Linked DNA regions of Sus scrofa: region 1 is linked to region 2. The links are chromatin contacts, called in public Hi-C maps. All regions are on one chromosome and are shown on one strand. Each heading gives the region's core, a stretch centred on a gene start, on an enhancer-like site or on the middle of the called end of the contact. The rest is flanking DNA. Distances are from core to core; before and after follow the strand shown. Region 1 has its middle 16 kb from the start of FAT1. Region 2 has its middle 190 kb from the start of FAT1.

Region 1 (7,493 bases), core at 2,463-4,962, 170 kb after region 2:
GACTTAGAATCCTTCAATCACTGAGCTCGGAAAGCATCATAAGCCTGATGCTTACCCAGCGCGGTCTGTTCCCAAACCCCACGGGGATGATACTCTTACATTTGTAGGGGCAGAAAGTTCACTGCCAGCCTTTTCTACTATGTTTTATGCCTCAAATGAGGGTATACTTTATCCTTTTTTTTTTTTTTTTAATAGTTAGCCATCCAGTGTAATGCCTCCAAATATTTTCTTGATTGGCTTTGGCATCTGAAATTTCACCATTAGAATAAAATTTAAGCTTTAGCTTTTAGAAAGCGCTTGTTATAATGCACTTGCAAGAGACCAGGAAGATGAACATAACCCTACCCATAGTGAACCTCTACTGATTCTTATCAGATTGACCAGTTGTCTGTTCCAATGGCCACCCTTGGAGAGTACAAGTGGTTCCCAAAGAAGAGCAGTCTTTGAATACAAAGGATAAAATAATTCCAAAATGTGGAGAAGTGGAGAGCACTGAATGGTGACTCACCTTCAGGAAGAGCAGGTGGAAAGGGTGCAGGGGATGAGAAAGCAGTGAAAAGGAAGAGAGAAAGGGTAGGATGCCAGAAGTCAGCCAGCCCACTCACAATTATTTAGTGTGAGGACTATTCTTAAAAATGTCTTAAAATTATTTCTTGCTTTGACTTGAGTGATTCCCCTTGGTTTTCCCCCTGGTTTTAGTCCTTAGCAATAACTGAAAACAATGAAAAAAAGGCTCTCTTAAGCCATGTTAATATTTTTAAATCACCAAACACACCTAACTCATTCAATTTGAGTCTTTTATAATTTTACTTAGCATAGTGTTGGTACTTAATAAATAACTGTGAAAAGAGGGAACCCTTCTTAGATTCTTGTGATTCTGTTTTTTTTTTTTTTTTAAACTTTGGAAGTGATTCAGTGTTGGATGCATTGAAATGACAATGTTTGATGTAGACTTCCAAAAACGATAGCAAAGTCTGTAACAGAACTCTGTCATGATAAAAATGTTCTTTTATTGGTCCTGAACACAAGAGCAGCCACCAGCCAAGAGTGGATATTGGGTACCTGAAATGTAGCCAGTGAGACCAAGGAATTGAATTTTAATTTACTTAGCCACTAGTGCCTGATGGCTACCTTTAGGATTAGACTGTGTAGATCTAGAGGCTTTGTTCAAAGTTTTCTGTCCCTCTCACTTTGATTTTTAAAAGGTAGCTATTTCAATTAATACTATCAATGATTATATATAAGGTCTCATTTGTATATTTTTATTGGAAGTTATTTGATTTACCAATGATAGCTCGAAAGATGAGTATAGCAAACCAAATTGACTCGCATGGCAGCTTCTGGGGGCAACTTATGTGTATCATTTATAAGAACTTGTAATACATGGTCAATTTCTAAATTCAACTATTGACATAAAAGGAGTGGCCTGTGTGGATGAAATAGTGAAGCATAGGAGGTCAGTCCTCTGTACTAACTGTCTGGCCTTTCAAGTCAGTTTGTCCTTTGATTGCTTCCTCCCTCCTCAGGAATTTGGCACCTTCTGGGTGCTCCCAGGTCTGAAGACTCATAACCCTCCATCTCCTAGCCTCTTGGTGCCCTCCTCTCCCTTTCAAAGCAACATACACCTTAAATTATTTGTAATAACTTCAACTTCCTAATTGTATAGATGAGGAGAATGAGACACTGCAAAGAACCAAGGAGGGTAAGAAAGAATATTGATCCTAGGTGCTTAATAGACACTGTAGATGATGCTGGGGGAAAGTGCTGCCTGTGTGAGTGATTGTTATCTCCCTGGCAAATAAATGGCATTCGATAAATATTTTCGAAGGAAAAAAAATACACGAATACATTTTTACAATGTGAAGCAGGTGTCATTCCTTATCATAGATGAGGAAACTAATTTAGAGATCTCTTAAATGACTTCTTCCTCAAGGCCTTATAAGCACAGGCAATACTCCAACACTTAATCTTTTTTCTTAATGCTTTAACTCCTTCCCTTGTTTCCTGTATCCTAAGGGTTTTGCTCTTTACCTTTCAAAGATAACAGCCAGCTAAACTGACCACTAAATCTAGATCAATGGCTTTGAAGGTATTAATAGAACCTGTTCCTAGCCCCCTTTCCTTTTCCAGGGATCTTTGAATTTTAATGCCAGCCTTCTGGGGACAGAGTCAACTCAGAAATGGCTCCCTGGGAATTTTACGGTGTTGAAATTTTATTTCGACACTTCAGCTCCTTTGGGGGAAAAAAAAAATTCCACAGCAGATATTTTCCTGGCGCCTGAATGCTTACACAGAAATGACGCATTTACTTGCGAATTAAACTTCAACAGCATCTACATTTATCTTAGTCTATATTACGAGGAGTAGACATTGATTTGTCTATTGGCCCCTATCGCTGTGGATGACTCCTAAGAAACGTTAGAAACTGGCTCCTCCTCCACTTCTCCTCCCACCCCACGGATCCCCGTACTCTTCAGAGTACGGGCTAAAAACGTAGACGCTTTTAGAAAGGATTTGAACATTAAAATATGGCTCCGTAATTTTCAACGCAAAGATCACAAACAGCGATTGAACACGAGAAGTATTTAAAATAGATCACATCCTGAAGTTGGAGGGCTACAAAGTACAAGTCGTCCAGGCCAGTCTGCAGAGACTCTTCACGCTTCCGCCCTGCAAAAACCGGGAGGCGTCACTTCGCGACGAATCTCAGCTGCAGAAGAGAAAGAGCATCACCTGCAGTTCGAGCCGTGGGAAACGCGGCCGGAGCGGGCTAGCGAGAAGGCAAGCCAGCGAGGTGCGCGCGCGGGGCCGCTCCGGTGCTGAGTGCGAGGAACGCCAGAGCTCCCCTGTGCCGGGGAGACGCGGCAGGGTGGAGACGGGCAGCCGCTTCACCGCCAGGATCGCAGCCATCGCTGCAGCAGAGGAGCCTGCCCAGCCTCCGAGCTCGCCGCCGCTACCGTCCGGGAGGCGGACCCGGCTGGAGAATCCGGTCCGCGCCGCGGGGCTGGGGGCGAGGCGGGGCGCTGACGTCACCTCCCCTCCCCCACCACCTCCCGGAGGGAGTGAGTGGGGAAAGAGGCAGTGATCCGCCGCAGCTCCCAGCCGCAACTCCTAAACTCAGCGGCTCCCTGCCCGGACTAGTCCAGACAAACTTGGTTTCTCTTCGGCCCTCTCTCTAGCCCTCGCGCACTCTCATTTCTCCTCCTTTTGGTGCTCAAGTTTCACCCAGGACGGAAGCCTCTAGAGATGGGGCCACCTGGGCTGCGCGGGCGCTTCGCACTCTCGTTGGGGACAAGCTGAAGATCCGAGGGTAGCAAAGTTGGTACTTCTGGCACGGCTTTTTTTTTTTTTTTTTTCTTAAACAGCCAAATCGCGTAGGGATTACAGAGCTGCTCGGACTTCAACGCGGAGCAACGAGGACTCGGCTGGACGAGTGAGTTCCTTTCTTAGTGCAAGCCTTTTTGTATTTAAGTTTAAACGTAAATGAAATTACGTGGTGTTTGGCTAGTACAGGGAAGCGAATGCATCCTACAGGCTTTCCGCTCCGGTTGTGCTTGGCTCGGAATGAAAGATCAGTATGCATAGGTTTTGGAATTCATAAAATACTTACAGGGCACTGTTGAAAAGAACTTGAAAAGCTATGCTGTTTGTGCATTATTTCGAATGTAACTTATTATAGAAATGGTGCCCAGGGAGGATGCATCGGGTGCGCGTGATCTGCAGTGGCGCAGCGCCCTCTAGTCCGGATACCCGGCAAAGCGCGCGCTCCCTGTGGGGTTCTGAGCCCACCACGAACTTGGACCTGCCGGTTCTGGGACGTGGGCTTGAGGCAGGTCAACAATACCCTGGGCTTCAGTTATCACCCACTAAGGTCGGTTTTATGTCTAATATACAAATACCAGCTTGGGTGGACTGGATGCAAAGGCGGTGCTTGGCAGAAAGCTTTTTCTGTTTTTGGGAACCCACTCCCATCCTCCTAATTTTCTTGAGCCTCTGGGGACTGGGTTAGGAAGGATCGACTATTGAGAGGACAAGTGAGGAGCTTGAACTACATTTCTCGTTCATATGAAGGTAATGTGATAGTAGCAAAAAGGCATCTCTTTTCGTTCTGTTGGGGCTAAAGGATCAGTAAAAACGTGGCTGCACTGGCCTCTGAAACCTCCATCTCTGGCTCTCGGCTGTTCCTGTGGCGACAAAGTGCAACTTCTTCCAGGCAATTAGGTTTCTCAGGGAATCCGGTGAATCGGAATTTCCAAACAGATGTTTTAGTCCAAGTGATCATTGTTATTTATTAATGAACGGTAATTTTCTCCAGGAATTCTTTTGTCCCATTTAAAAAATCTTGTGATTTTATCTTGCAGAATGTTGTTCTATCTTTTACTGTTCTCCACCCCCACCGCCCCCCAAACAAACTGTTGGCATTCATGGGTGATTGTGTTCTGCTTGGAGTTAGAATTCAGCAAGGGGCACAAAAGAGTTGAGCTTAGCGATCAGGTCACCTTTTTTCCACGTTTTCCATGTATGAAATTGACCTGTAACTCTAGGAGCCCTTTGCGCAGTTATGGCTGTGGCTGGGTGTTTGGATGATGATGATGTTTGTTGCACGGGTGAATTTGTGCGTATTCTAAATAACTGGCAGGGAATATGCCACATTCTCATAGTGCTACGAATCAGCACACTCAGTCTGCAGGCATTACTTTTCCTTCCTAACCATAACCTGCCCACACTTTTTTTTTTCCACTCACCTTCTTTGAGATGGTGTAAGAGGAGACTGCATTAACTTTGAACTAAGGCAATTCCCTCTTTAACCCTAGATTCCCTCGCCCTCGTGGTTCCCCCTGCAGCCCCCCTCCACCGGTTCCAGGGAAATCATATCTCTTTGTCCTCACAGTGTTAACATATTTGAGCTCCACAAACTTTCTGAGGTCATGTCCGCCCTCTTCTGAGGGCTGTTTCCCAACGGCCGGGAGCACTCCTGGCAGCGCTGAGCCGGCGTCTGGAGCTTTGCCTGAGCTGAGGCTGGGCTCACAGCCCCGGGATGCCCGGACCTCGCTCTTGGGCTTGGGGGGCGGGGGGAGTTCCCCGAGTGGGACGTCTGGACACCCAGGGTTTCCCCTTCTCCGCGAGGAACTTGTAGATTCTCATTAGACTGAGTTCACAGTTTGCAGGCTGTACTTACCGGGTGGGAAAGCGCACGAGGCGGCACCGCTGTCCTTTGTCCCGCAGACCTGGGAGCCGGGGGTGTCTGCCTGGGAAGGCCGGCGTTGAGGTTCGTTACCTGGGCGGGGGAGGTTCTGGGGTCCAACTGGCTCTGTGAAAAGAGGTCGCGGAGAAAGCTTTTTCATTTGCCCGGGATCTTAGCGTAGATTGAAGAAGTCGATTCCGATCTAACTGCATTCTTTTTGAGATCTTTTGGAAGATTTTATTCCACTGAGCTAATGCAGACCTACAACCAAGGCATTCAAATGCAGATGTAGCAATTCCCTTAAGGTTCCCGAGAATCAAAAGAGAGAGGCGTGGGAAGCGCTTTTTTTTTTTTTTAAATTGTTAAGCTAATGTTTCCCTTCCTAGCAGAGAATATTCTATATTAATTCCCTCCACAAATCTGTGTGTTGGCCATAACTCCGCACTAGAGCGAGGCCCAGACTGTTCCTCGGGGTGTCGCTAGATTATCCTGCGCACTCTAGTCTCTTCGCTTAGAGTTGGCTGCTGTAGCTGCAGGGAGATCCCTGACCTTAGGCGGGGGAGCCCTAGCCCCAGTCCCCGGGTCTGGGAGTCCGGCTGCCGGAGAAAGTCAGGTCGAGTTTCCCCGCGGAAGAAACGAGAGCCGGCGCTTGCGGGCGTGGCCGCGGGCGGAGGGATATATCCCCGCGCCGTGCTTGTAAGACGCGGGGGCCCAACCCCGCGGCTTTGGAGCAGGCTGCAGGACGCAGCCTTGGAGCGAGGCGTGCGGGGAGCGAAGGTGGGCCGCCAAGACCATGCGGTCCTGCGGGACCAACGAAGTCCCCGGCAGGCCGGGACCCCCCTCGGGGGCGCGCTGAGGCGAGAGTGCGCGCCCTGGAGAGTGCCGCCTTCGCTTCAGGCCAACTTTGCTGTAAGTTTGAGGGAAACCAAGCTGGGGCTTGAGTGCCGTGGGCGAGGGTTGAGCGGCGCGCTCCGTGCCAATACCTGGCCGAGCAGGAGCCCTCTGTGCCTGGGGCACGGGCAACTTGCTGCGGCGCGGTGGCGGGCTTTTTACTCCGTGAGACCTTGCTTCTACCCAGCCCTGGACAGTGCACCGCGGGCAGTCTGGGAACTGGGATGGAAAGAAAGTGCCCCACCAGACTGCAGGGGTGCGGAGGCGCTGGCCCACTCGGCAAGTTCAGGGCTGGCCCTGGATTCCAGCAGGTTTGGGGAGGAGGCGGAGGGGCGGGAGCGGATAATTCGCATCGTGACTGGAATGGTAATTACTCACCCCCAGAGCTGCAGCGCAGAGCGGGCAGCGGCCGGGGCTGCACCAGGTTTGGCCCCGGAGCCATTGCTGGAAAGCAGAGCTGCTGCTGCAGCGCGAGAACTTCCGCCTCGGAAAGGAGCTCGGAAACTTCACACGCGCGCTCTGCTTACTTCGGGTAACACTGGAGTCTGCTAAACACTCCACTGATCTGGCTCTGCGCTTAATTCTTCTGATTTGTTAGATATTCACAGCGTAGGTGTGGTGTAAAGAGAATCCAACTGCTAAGGGATAGGATCTTTGCGATGGAGTCATAAGTTTTCTTAGGTGTTTTGTGCCCTGAAGGAGTGCTGCCTTGAGGTTTGATTTGTAACTGGTTGAATGTTCTTAGGTGCGGTTGGTAAATCTTTGGGCTAAACATTTGCAACTGGGCTATTAGTTTATTTCTGTCTCTTTTTTGGAAGAGAAACTTGTAAGGTCTTTAAAAAAGAAAGAGATTCTGGTTCTTTCAGTGCTTTTTCTTACTCCAAGTGCTTTCCTCTAGGAAGTTAACTTTCCGTTGTCTCTGTAAGATTTTTTTTTTTGTTCCCACTGATGTGAATTGTGGCGCTTTGAAAACAAGGACCAATTGTATGCATTAGGAGAGTAAACTCATAAATATTTTCTATGCAGTTAAAGTTTTTTTTTTTTAATGTGTCTGAAGTATGGTTTTATTAAGTGGCTTTTGTTAAGCAACTCCCTGGTGCCTAGTAGAGAAGTTTTGTTGTTGTTTTTTTTTTTAATTGGATATTTACAGTTACTATTAAAATCGCAAAAGGTTTAAACGACAAATGATCTTCAGTTATTTTTATATCTTTTACAAAAGCAGATTCTTAAGGCTTCATATACAGAAATAGGTTTCAGTGGTTTAAGAAGATATCCATCTGCACGTGTTAAAAGTAGGTAATGGTGATGTTTATCCTTATTACTCTTAGAGTTGTGGTGCTCCAACACATCCAGTTACTGCAGTTACTTAGAAAATGTGTTTCTCCAGGTCTGTAGGTTAATTATGATGTTTGGCTTT
Region 2 (6,870 bases), core at 3,538-6,037:
GAAAGGTCCTGGGCCAAGGATAGAACCCTCACTATAGCTGCAACCCAAGCCACTGCAGTGACAACACCAGATCCTAAACCTGCTGTGCCATAGCAGGAACTCCTGGAAATTTCTATTTGAATGAGCTTGGTTATCATGCTGCATCCCTAACATCAGTTCTATTTCAGAATTCCAGAGTGGCCTAACCTATACTATAAGCAGAAAGGAATCACATTCTAAGTCACAGAAACCCCTTCATGACTACTTCTCCTTTAAGAGATGAGCTTCTCCCCACTCCTGGGCATCTATCCAGAGAAAACCATGACTCGCAAAGACACATGTACTCCAATGTTCATTGCAGCACTATTTACAATAGCCAAGACATGGAAACAACCTAAATGTCCATCGACAGAAGAGTGGATCCAGAAGATGTGGTACATATACACAATGGAATATTACTCAGCCATCAAAAAGAACGAAATACCAGCATTTTTAGCAACATGGATGGACCTAGAAACTATCATGCTAAGTGAAGTCAGCCATACAATGAGACACCAACATCAAATGCTTTCACTGACATGTGGAATCTGAAAAAAGGACAGACGAACTTCTTTGCAGAACAGATGCTGACTCACAGACATTGAAAAACTTATGGTCTCCAGAGGAGACAGTTTGGGGGTGGGGGGATCTGCTTGGCTGTGGGATGGAACTCCGGTGAAATCAGATTGTTATGATCATTATACAACTACAGATGTGATAAAATCATTTGAGTAATAAAAAAAAGAGAGAGATGAGCTTCTCTCAGTCTATGTTGAATGAAGCCATTCAATGTGAACTATATCAAAGTCCTTTATCCCTTCAGAATGAGCTGTATCTTCACCAGCCTCTCTCTCTTGTCTTAGAAGCAGTGTGGCAAGTTATAAGTGGCCCTCGGGTATCCAGTATTTCTGTTTTTATGCCCTTCTGTCATCCTCTCCCACACTGACTCTCAGCTTCTCAGCTGCCCTGTAACCTATAGAACACTTTGCCTTGACCTAAAGAATAAGACGGCAGTGACGCTGGGTGAATTTCAGTTCCAGGTCATAGTCCTTAAGAGCCCTTGCAGCTCTCTCTTCCCTGAGCCACCATGTGAAAAAACAACCTCCACACTATCCAACTGAAAATGCCAAATGAAAGAGGGGAACTGGAGGAAAAGGAGCCCTCAGCATTTCAGCCAAACAGGCTAAGGGGTAAGATAAATAAATCTGATATTTTGGATGTGGCCCTTTCAGTGGGCCCAGCCAAGACGACACAGAGCAGAAAGGAACCACTTCAAGTGGGAAATAATAAAATGATGTTGCTTTATGCGGCTAAGTTTTGAGGTTGTTTGTTACACAACACTGCATAACTGAAACAGAAAGAAATGTCCCTCTGTTTTTGGTTTTTTGGGGGTTTTTTTGTTTGTTTGTTTTGGTTTTTTTTTTTTGCTTTTTTTTTTTTTTTTTTTTGCTTTTTTAGGGCCATACCCACAACATATGGAAGTTCAGGCTAGGGATGGAATTGGAGCTGCAGCAGCTGGCCTATACCACAAGCCACATCTGTGACCTACACCACAACTCATGGCAATGCTGGATCCTTAACCTACTAAGAAGGGTCAGGGATCGAACCTGCATCCTCGTGAATACTAGTTAGGTTCACAACCGCTGAGCCACAACGGGAAGTCTACTGTCCGTCTTCTTTACCAAAGCCTGCTTCTTCTGTCCTGTTGAAACCTCTCTCTATTTTCCTTGGAAGTCATTGCCTTGCGTCTCTATTGGCTTCTTCGCTTGCCTTATGATGTTCTGCAGTCTTCTGATCCCCTCCAAAGCCCCTTTTTGAAACAATAAGAGTCTCAAGAAACTGTCCCTGTGCGTACTTCCAAACACCAATTCGTTGTCTAAAAATAATACAACATAGATTCAGTTTTGCTTCATCTTTACCTTCCATTCAAGTCCTTCCTATACTCTAGGCTCTTATCTTTCTACAGAAAGCACTACATTATTTAAAATGTGTTAATTCCCCCTCCTGACCTCATTCCTCATTCTTTTGTAACCATTTCACATTTGACTCTTGTAACCACCTTATTTTTCAAGTTCTTCCCTTGGCTTACATGATTATAAGTATCCCTTGTTTTCTTAAAACACCTCTGGGTATTCCTTCCATATCTTCTTGCTGGTTCCCCTTTCTCACTTGACCCTTTTGCTTAGGCAACATCTGCTGACTCTGTCCCCCTCCCTCTTCTCTTTTTATCCTACACTCTGTAACGTCAGAGCCTCTGGTCCCATGACTTTAATCAAAATGGCCTCCAGGAGTTCCGTCGTGGCTCAGTGGTTAACAAATCTGACTAGGAACCATGAGGTCATGGGTTCCGTGCCTTGCTGAGTGGGTTAAGGATCCGGCATTGCCATGAGCTGTGGTGTAGGTTGCAGATGCAGCTCGGATCCGCCTTGCTGTGGCTCTGGCTAGGCTGGCGGCTACAGCTCTGATTCGACCCTAGCCTGGGAACCTCTATATGCCACGGGATCAGTCCAAGAAATGGCAAAAAAGACAAAAAAAAAAAAAAAAATTGCCCCCGAATCTCCCTAAACTCACTTCTTTCCCAGCCTCTAGATTTTTGCTACATGAACCATCAGAATTGGCTTCTCCTGGGAGCTGAGGGGGAAAAACAGAATTTTGGACTCCACCTAGACCTACTGACTCACAGTCTTCATTTCAACAAGTCCCTCACATCACCTGAATATGCATGATAATCTGAAAACCTCTGCTATGAGCATGTGTGTCTATCCACCTTGGCTAATATATATATATATATGTGTGTGTGTGTATATATATATATATATATATGTGTGTGTGTATATATATATATATATATAAAATCACATCCCTTGCTCTTCCCCACAATTATCACAAAACAGTCTTCTTTTTTTAGGAAGCCATTAATCTATTGTGATTTTACTATCGACTTTGTGTTACAAAAGCCAAAATCTTTGGAACTCTCTTCTACTTGTACTTTGCCTTACCTGCCCCCCACAACCACTCTATCAGTTACCCACCTGGTCCATTTGACTGCCAAGGTCACTTCTGCTCCTGCTTTGCCTTCCTGCTTACAGAGCATTGAGGTTCCCTCCCCGAGGACTATTATGATCACCTCTAAACTGGGCATCCTCCCTCCAGCCTCTCTCTCTTCTAATATATTCCTACTTCCTACTAGCTACTTACTTAGCTACTTATGCTTATCATCCTCCAACAAAAAATAAAGTCAAAATAGCAAAAAAAGACAAAATGGTAAAACGTTTTTAAAACAAAATCAAAACAAATAACAAGCAAAAAAACTACAAATCAAAAATAGATCACATTCTTATTCAAAAGCATCATGAAATGTTCTTTTCTGCAGAACATACAGTAGAAACTCTGTAACATGACATTCAAGACCAGCCCCAATTCCAGCCCCATCCTGCCTTTTTGACACACTCTCTACACTCTCCAGTCAAAATGGAAAATACAACATTTATTCACCTGCTCACTTAGTCTGGAATTCTCTCCATTCCCTTTATCCCAATGGTTAGATTAAATCCTATCTATACTTCGAGACTCATCCTCCATTGTCATATACTCCCCAGCAACACCCCAGTCTAGAAGTAGGCACTTCTCATTCCTCTGAGCCCATTTGACATTAAGGTAACTTATTCCAGATTTAATACATATTGCCTCACAAGCATATGTCCACTTCACAGGACTCAGCTCCTCTATTCATCTCTGCAGTCCCCACAATGTCTAATATAAAAATACTTTATATATCTTTATTGAACTATTAGGAAGTAGACACAGTTGTTCACTGGTTCAACTCTATTGCTAACTTATGCTTATTTTTAAAGACTAAATTTAAAATGTGTTTCAAAAGAGTAGAAATTTTCACATCAGCTTTTTTCATTTTGTGTTGTGATGGCTGGTAGATTTCCTCCCACAGAACAGATTTCTTTGGAAATCTTGATAAACCCTGGACGGTATCACCACCAGTGGACACAATTACAATTGCAATTTGGATGTGTTTTGTATACCCAGGCAAGCCAAAGTCCATGTTTCTTCTTCAGTTTACTTATAAATAAAACTACCGTTGCTATGGATGTGTCATCCAAAATATGCTACCAGGAAGTAAGAGAGCAACCATAAAAAAATGCAACTCAGTAAAAAATTAGCAGCTCCATTCTTAAAGTATATAATCATGTTTAAAAGAAGACTTCCTGCAGGAATGAGGAATGGATCATGAACTTAAATTATATGATAGTTAAGACAAGATTGTTGAGAGAAAAAAGAAAATAGGGGTTTCGAAACTATCAAGCTATTACACTGTAGAATTCTAGTGTAGAAAACTATTTGAGTACATGAGAGACTATATAAATATTTTAAACTAGAATGATCAAACTTACATGGGAAGCTTTTCACTACATCAAGGGGCAGGAAGGAAGGAAAGATATTGTCAGCTTTTGAAATTCCATGTAAACAAATATGGGAAAGTCTTTTAGAGGCCATGGTACATGTCCTTTGTTTTTCCTCTTTAAAAGCAAGTATGTTGTTTTCCTTACTTTAATGGTTGACAAAACATGGATTATTTATGACTTATTATGCTGAAGGGATTTTACTCGGTGATCCTGAAGTATTACAATCCAGCATGGAACAACTAGAAACCAGGATATATAAATAGCAAGGGAAAAATAACTTCCCATTTAGCTTTGCTCCTAGAGAAAAATTTGAAGTGTGCATCAGAATTAAAGGGTGGGCCTTCTCATTCCTTTCCCAGATGTCTGATGACAAGAGCCACAAGGACAGCACTCAGAGATTCTGAACTCAAAGAAAGAACTAGAGAGTTTTGGGTTTTGCCAATGTTAGAAATCAAACATGTGTATGACATTATTACTCCTTTTATTGCCTGGAATACCATAGAGCTAATTATGTGTTTTTCAGGCTCATTTTTTTTCTCAATTTTTTTTCTTTTCCTCACTGTTTGACCAGTCCTATTTATTAGACTTTTTATCAGAGAAGGTCAACAGCTGAAACAAAGGAAAATAAAAGAATTAATTTTGTAACTCGGAATTATAAGACATTTTATTTAGAAAGATCTTAAGTCCCATAAGTTCAGGGGTTGACTTTTACATTATTGTCTCCCTTGCAGGTAGGTTCTTGACATATAATATTCAATAGATATTTCTCAAATTAAGAAAAAAGTAAGACATCCAAAATTTGTAAATTATCTAAAAGATCCTGTCTTCCATTTCTATGAAAATTGAGAGTTGGCACTGGTAAACAGCCACATGACATACATGAGTGTGTGCCAAGCAATGTTCCAATTTGGCTGCTTGGTATTATAGGGTGGTGGTGATGCCTTGATCAACATCCAAACCCCAGGTTGCTTTAGAGTTTCTAAGACAGCAGCTTTCAAACTGTTTTTACTGCAACCCAGAGGAAGAAATAAATTTTACATCAAGACCCAGCATACCCATCACATCACACCAAACCACAAACACACACACACAGGCATAATTTTAAAAAGAAAACAAAGGTTTCACGGAACAATATTTATGCTTACTATGCAAAACATATCGGTGTGTTCTCATTTCCTTTTTAAATTCATTTCATGACCAATTAATGGGTTATGACTTGTAGTTTAAAAAAATAAATAAATGAAGCCTAAATTAGCTAAGCATGAAGGTTGTGAAGTGGTCAAGGAGAGTGACCTAGATATTAAGTCAAACCCCTTATTCAATGGATCTCTAAGGGTGGAGTTTTTTCAAGCTACACTCAGCAATGGATTGGCTTCCAGACTTAACATTTCCACTTAAAAATTCACATAATTGCTCTGAAGAAAGGCAAAATGCAGAGTGCTTCTCTGTATGAGTACCTGCTGAGTTTTGAGCCATCTCTTGGCCGTACACATCAATCACTTAAAGTTAAGTGACTTTCAGTTTTCATAGAGCCACACACAGTTGGGTTTTGAAGGTTGTAGACAAGTTTCTCACGGAGCCTACACTTTGGAGGACATTACGGAGGTCCATTAGCAATACAGTTGCAGAAAGAAGAGTCTTTGATATGGCTTTTGAAGGTTGATGCTAAATACAATGAATCACTCTAAAGACTGGAGAATCACTCTAGGGAACTACACAATTACACAAGTAGTTGCAAAGAACACTAGAGTTTTTCATCTTAATTATCTAGATACTGGTATACCCTTGCTTTCATACTAAATACTTTGCTTTTTCACCAAATACAAGGTCTCCTCAATGCCGGGCACTGAACTAACAACAAGGAAAACCTCTGTCTCAGTCAAGCTGCTTTGAAATCTAGTCAATGATATTCAGTGTATAATATGGGAAATACTGTATGCACTCTGTGGCCATAGAACACTGTTGCATGTTTTTCGTAAAGAAAGACAAAACTCACCCATACATATAAACTACTTTCCAGACACTCAAATTTGCTAGATATGACTACTAGAAGAACTGAAATATGGAGTCAAGAGTCTATTGTAGCAAAAGCGGAATTGATAAAACCAAAATTATTTTCAACCCACCTTGCCTTTCTGTTATTTCTCGAAACACATTTTATCCCTCCACCCAGTGTCTAGTGCATCCCACCATATACAAGGCACTATCAGTTTCTGTTTGATTCCACCATATGCAAGGTGTTCTACTAGGTGCTGGCTTCCAAAGATCTAAGATGTAGTCTGACCTCACAGTGCTCACAAGGGAGTGTAGAGATAAACATACAAGTGATAACCAACACCATAGGATGCCTGCTGTAATGGAATATGAGTGAGCGGCAATGAAAGCATAAAAGGAGGACTACCTAAATCAGCAAAAAAGAATTCAAAGCTTTTAA

The links. A called contact is a pair of places that touch in the nucleus more often than the background predicts.
Region 1: a contact with region 2 is called in a Hi-C map of omental adipose tissue, with 1.9 times the contacts expected there. The contact joins two enhancer-like sites. A contact is called at or near these places in 9 of 47 Hi-C or Micro-C datasets (alveolar macrophages, embryonic fibroblasts, fibroblasts and 4 more) and 1 of 2 datasets of contacts at active chromatin or transcription factors (skeletal muscle).

The regions. Positions count from the first base shown.
Region 1 is chr17:8,446,004-8,453,496 of Sscrofa11.1, forward strand. No RefSeq gene overlaps it. Among named protein-coding and RNA genes, the nearest start is that of FAT1, 16 kb to the right of the region's middle. Within about 2 kb of position 3,713, at least 58 of the 83 cell types and tissues checked have an H3K27ac peak or open chromatin away from gene starts, as enhancers often do. A contact at or near this core is called in omental adipose tissue and subcutaneous adipose tissue, where this site is marked.
Region 2 is chr17:8,272,479-8,279,348 of Sscrofa11.1, forward strand. No RefSeq gene overlaps it. Among named protein-coding and RNA genes, the nearest start is that of FAT1, 190 kb to the right of the region's middle. Within about 2 kb of position 4,788, at least 14 of the 83 cell types and tissues checked have an H3K27ac peak or open chromatin away from gene starts, as enhancers often do. A contact at or near this core is called in omental adipose tissue and subcutaneous adipose tissue, where this site is marked.